2 separate regions of the Mus musculus genome follow, and region 1 is linked to region 2. Evidence: chromatin contacts called from public Hi-C data. All regions are on one chromosome and are shown on one strand. Each heading gives the region's core, a stretch centred on a gene start, on an enhancer-like site or on the middle of the called end of the contact. The rest is flanking DNA. Distances are from core to core; before and after follow the strand shown. Region 1 has its middle 34 kb from the start of Gm26422. Region 2 has its middle 42 kb from the start of Rbms1.

Region 1 (2,774 bases), core at 118-2,617, 390 kb before region 2:
CAGGAACTGAAGCTCACACTGTGTAGGAGGTGGCATATTAACTAACTCTCCATGGCGTACACAGCTACCTGCTTTTACAACTCTGTACTGCTTGCTCAGGGCTGAGGGCTGGGCTTTCTGCATCAATTAGCAACTAAGAAAATGTCCCACAGATCTGCTTACAGGCCAGCCTGACAGAGGCACTTCCTTAGTGGATGGTCCCTTTTTCCAGGTGTGTCAAGTTGACAACCATGACAGTTGGTTTTTGTGTTCTATTCCTAGCTGCTGCTTGAGTGACAGCTAGCGTCACTCCTACCCCTATCAATAATCCACAAAAGTTGCATCACTAGAACTCCCTGCCAGTTTGCAGGCAGCACCACCAAGAGTTGCCTCTCCCTCAGCAATTCTTCACTGTTTATAGGGAGGCCTTGTGAGTCTTGTAATTTATGGAGCTTTCTGAGCCTGGTACCATTACCTTCCTAAGCCTTATGAATCCCCTCTTTCTCCCAAGGAAGGAATGTTTCAGTTTGGGGGAAATGGGTACACAGCAATGATTGATACACCCAGGTGAGTATCTTCAGTCCAGAGCTCACTTTTCTGAACATATTATCACTATCTCTGACTGCTGCCTACATGTTGTCATTATGTTTCAGATAGACACCCCTCTCTAGACCTATTTCACACACAGCCTGCATCAGTTAACTGATGACAGTTCTATTCAAGTGATCAGATTGATTACCTTGCGCACTGCCCCCCAACCCCACTCCTTCACTGTCCTGACCACACTGGCCTGTTTGTTGGTCCTACAACATGCTAAGTATGAACTCATTTTTGGGGCATTGGTTTTCAACCTGTGAGTCACCACACCTCTGGGGGGTTTGAATGACTCTTTAACAGGGGTCACCTAAGGCCAATGAGAAAACTTAGATTTTTATATCACATTTTATAATAGTAGAAAAATTATAGTTATAAAGTATCAGTGAAAATAATTTTAGATTGGGGGGATGTCCCCACAACATGAGAAATTGTACTGAAGAGTTGAAAGCATTAGGAAGGTTGAGAACTATTGCTTTAAGTCTTAGATCTTCCAGCTCTTCTCAGTTTTAGAACGATCTTCCTTCTTTAAGTATTCATTTGTCAATTCCTCAAACTGTTGTTCAAAAGCTCTTTTAAAATGTGACTTTTGAGCCTCATTAGACTAGCTGGCTAATTAAATTGCATCCTTGCTCACTGTATCCCGCCTTTACTTCCTCTCTCTGTTCTACCTTCCCTTATTCAAAGCATGTGTAATATACTAGTATTTTTAACTGTATTAGTCAGGGTTCTCTAGAGTCAGAGAACTCATGGAATGTTTCTATATATAAAGGGAAGTTATTGTGATGACTTTCAGTCTATAGTCCAGCTAACACAACAATGGACAGCTATAGATGGGAAGTCAAAAATCTAGTAGTTGCTCAGTCCCAGAAGGCTAGTTGTTTCAACTGGTCATCTCTATAAGCTGGAATCTTGAAGGAGTAGGTTCCAACAGATGTGTTGGCAAGGAAGTGCAAGCAGGCAAAGAGTGAGCCTTCCTTCTTTCATCAACCAGCAGAAGGTATGGCCCAGATTAAAGGTGTGTACTACCACGCCTGGATTTGGAACTCGATTTGTCCCAGGCTGGCCTTAAACTCAGATCTGTTTGCCTCAGTCTCCTAGGATTAAAGGCATGTACTACCTTGCCTGGGCTTAAGATTTTCATGACCACTGTACCTCAAGATGTGGATCAAAATCATGTGTCATCCCATGTCAAGATCTGGGACAGAAGCCTGTGTCTTCCAGCCTCATGATCTGTATCACAGGTATGCCCTCCATTTCTGAATTGCAGTTCATTCCAGATGTAGTCAAGTTGACAACCAGGAATAACCATCACAATAACTATTTACTTAATGTGCTAATTGTTTATGGTCTTGACATCAACTGGAATATAAACTCCTAAGGAACAAGGATCTTTGTTCTTTAAAATCAATGTTTCATCAGTATCTATAACAGTGCTTTCCTTAATCCACCAACTCAAAATTATGTTAAATGATACCTTAAAAATCTTAGTAGGTTTCAACTTCAACTAAAATATTTTCTAATTTGCTAATTTGGTTTGTTTGTTCTTTTAATCCGTGAGTAATTAGCAGTATGTATGTTTAATTTGCAAGTATTTGGAGTTTCCAAGACTGATTTCTATTTAAGACCTATTGTAGACAGAAAATATGCTATATTTATGTGACTTTTAATTCCTTTCATTTTTTTTGAGACTTGTTTTATATTCTGTATCATGGTTAATCTTGTTAAATATTCCATGTGCTCTTGAAATGCATGGTAAACCTATTTTATTCCCATATTTTTTAACCTATCTGTGTCTTTATACTCAAAATGAATTTCTAAATGATAGAATACAGTAAATATTGATTTTTAATTCAAGTTGACAATCTCTTCCATTAACTGGTACATTTAGGCTATTTATATTTAATATAATTATTGTTATTTTTAGATTTAGATCTATCATCTTTCCAGTTATTTTCCATTAGGTTTTTTTCTTATAATTATTGCTGAATTACATTTTTCTCTCTCTCTCTCCTTTTTTTAAAATAAAAACCTATAGGGCTGGCCATATACAGCTTTAACTTATCCAATATTACTTGATAACCTCATTATATGATTTAAACAATGTAAGAACCCTGAAGCATTGTCTATTTTCTTCTGACTCTAGACTCCATTTTCCTTCTCTGCTGTCATTTTTATCAGGCATTTTAATCTGATATAAC
Region 2 (2,900 bases), core at 128-2,627:
ATCATTGAAACAGAAATAGCCTTATTCCCCACTGTAGAGTTCGTAAGAAGTTTAAATCAGATGAACCATGGAAGGCATTAAATACAGGGCCAAAGCAGCATGTGTTAGGTATTTTCGCTTTAATCTTGGCAGTGGTATTATTCAAGATGTAACTAGTATTCCCCCCTCACTTTTTTTTGTTTTGGTTTTTGGTTTTTTTTTTTTTTTTTTAGTTTCCCCTCTGTTTACTTTCCTCTAAGGTGTATGTTCCTTACTCTCTTCTTTGGTTTTTCATTTTTCTTCTGTTGATGTTTTCCAAACATTGTTTTTGGTGTTTTTTGTTTGTTTGTTTATTAACACAGCCTGTAATTGTTGCTTATAAGACAAGTGGAAAAGAAGTTTGCATGGCATTGCATGCTCTGGCCCTGAGTTTTTCTCTACTGTCCTTGCTGGGCTGTTCATTGGATACTGTGCTGTCCTCTCAGCGCTTAGTTCCTTCCCTAGTCCTAGCTAGAACTCATGAGTAACTCCTTGGCATTCAGAGTCCCACACACTGAAGTGTGAACGGATGCCCCGCCCCCTGCCTGCCCCCTCCACCCCACCCCCCCCCTTTCTTTTTCTTTCTTTTTTTTTTTTTTCTTCTTGCCTTTTCTGGCTGCACCATGTTTATTGGCTTCAGAAAATGTCACAAGAACATCCTAGCTATGATACTGCATTTTTATCTCTCTTTTTTTGTGTGTGTGACATGACTATAAGTTGAGTGGATTTGTTCTTGACAGAGAGAAGGCCTGTGACATTTCTAAACAAACAAAAATAGCAGCATTTGCTGTGTCGTGCCTGCTGCTCACAAAGCGTCCGCTCAGGTGGGAAAGGCTGAGTTTTCACTGAAGTTAAAATGAAAATTGTGAGTTTCAGCCAACATCAGACGACAGGCTTTATCTTGACAGGAAGCTTTAGAGATGTTGGTGCGATTAAAATACCAAGACGTGTTCAAGGTGGCCTTCTAGGAGCCTGGGTCTGCGCTGCATGCGCTATGCTTTTCAGAGAAACAAGGATATAGATGTGGTTTAACTTTAACCAGTGAGTGTGTTTGACTGACAGATGTCCAAATAACTAGTATTCTAAATGTATTGAAAAGTCAGAGAGCTTTGTCCACTTCACTGGCAGTCTGCCTAAATATTAATCTTTCAATTATGGATATATGTATATGTATATGTATATATATAACATGCCACACTATCACTAGGACCTGAGTTCAATCCCCTCAGAGTCCACATGAAAGGCTGGGTGTGTTAGAATGCTAGGGAGCCAGCAACAAAAGGCTCCCCTGAGGTTTTCCTGCCAGCCAGTTTAGGTGAGTTGGTGAGTTTCAAGTTCAGTGAGAGTCCCTGTCTCAGAAAATAGGATAGTGACACATGACATCAACATCTGGCTTCCACATGCATGCTACACTCGAGCATGTGCATACCTTCCCAAGTGAGCAAGCCAACTCCCTCCCCCCTCCACCAGGACCTTCCAGGATATTCTCCTCCCGCTTGAATGCACTTTCTCCTTCTCTTGCTGTGACTAATTTCTCTGTGTTCATTACTTCTCATTATTACAGTTGCTTCCTCAACACTGCCCCCCTTACCTCATTTCCTGTTCTTTTCCTCTCTAGCATTTACCATAGTTCATAACTGCGTTCGTGTGTGTAAACCCTTATATATAACAGTCAAGAAAAGAATAAACAACAAGAACAGCGCGTTGTCCTTGCACCTTTTTGATAGCTAACCTAAACAATCTACTTCTTACGAAACTTCCTCAAAGAAACCACTCTAGATACCCTGGCCTAGGTTTTGTTTGTTTTTTAAGGCAAGTTGTCCTTATGTATCCCAGAACTACCTCTACCTCCAAGTGCTGTGATTGAGCCAAGACTCTCAGCTTCCAGTCTAGTATTACCTCCATTGGAATAGCAACAACCCAGACAATTACGATTTATGAGTTAGATGTAACAACAAATAAAGGTTATGTAGACACAGATTCTGTCTTGATAGGACTCATAAGCCGAGATAAACATTTCTGGAGGGTTTCATGGTGAGTGTTGTCAGGAGAAGGTTCTGGAGTCTGTTTTGTGGAGAGGTGAACAGAGTGAGAGATGAGGCCGAAGCTCAGTGGGTTGAGAGGGAATAATTAAATTTTGCTGCATAATGAGGTTAGACGACTACTCTTGACATAAAAATGAACATGAGCCAAGACAGAGTGTATGGTATGTTTGGAAAACTGTGGGAAGTTCCGTGTGGCTGGAGTGGGTGTGAGGGTTTGCACAGAGAGTGACAGGAAATGACTTTGGAACAATAGACAGGCTTTGGTCCTGAGCCATCTGGACAGTTTCGCTAAGGATCCTGGGAGTGATGCTCTAGGCCGTGCTTGCTCTTTGTGCTCTGATCCTGCTACTGAGGGGATCCAAGTTGAGGAGACATGACCAGCTCTCTGTGAAGCCCTTTCTAAGAGAGCCTGTGGGATAGGGCAGTTAGGGGAGTGGACAGTGACAGATGCTCAGAAGAGAAGCGGTACCCTGGAAGACTTAGCTAGTTGCAGATGAACAAATGACGGAGCACTGCTGTTAAATATTTTCTTTTTGAAATTACCATGGTAATTTGCTTAGTGGAAAAAACTTGGAAAATGTAAAAAAAAAATTGTGAATAATGAGTACAAGAGATGTTCTTAGTGTAGTTAAGGTGAGAAGAAGGGCTTTTGAAAGATCCAGAGGATTTTTAAGGTTTATTCTCTTTTTATTTTCTTTTGAGATCTTAATTCTACCTACCTAGGACACCAGAAGCTTTGCATATATTTTGTATATAAAGTTCACACTTGCAGTATAATTTTGTCTCTGTCTTGAAGAGTTCTTTATGCTCCTCCCTCTACTCTTTTTTGCCACCCAG

Evidence for each region. Hi-C and Micro-C count contacts between places; a contact is called where the count stands out from the background.
Region 1: a contact with region 2 is called in a Hi-C map of bone marrow-derived macrophages, with 15 read pairs. The contact joins two enhancer-like sites. A contact is called at or near these places in 1 of 15 datasets of contacts at CTCF or cohesin (the NIH/3T3 cell line), 1 of 484 Hi-C or Micro-C datasets (bone marrow-derived macrophages), 1 of 115 datasets of contacts at active chromatin or transcription factors (bone marrow-derived macrophages) and 1 of 9 other capture datasets (embryonic stem cells).

Annotation. Positions count from the first base shown.
Region 1 is chr2:61,312,479-61,315,252 of GRCm38.p6, reverse strand. No RefSeq gene overlaps it. Among named protein-coding and RNA genes, the nearest start is that of Gm26422, 34 kb to the right of the region's middle. Within about 2 kb of position 1,367, at least 3 of the 459 cell types and tissues checked have an H3K27ac peak or open chromatin away from gene starts, as enhancers often do. A contact at or near this core is called in bone marrow-derived macrophages, where this site is marked.
Region 2 is chr2:60,921,953-60,924,852 of GRCm38.p6, reverse strand. It overlaps a transcript of Rbms1 not described here. Among named protein-coding and RNA genes, the nearest start is that of Rbms1, 42 kb to the right of the region's middle. Within about 2 kb of position 1,377, at least 90 of the 459 cell types and tissues checked have an H3K27ac peak or open chromatin away from gene starts, as enhancers often do. A contact at or near this core is called in bone marrow-derived macrophages, where this site is marked.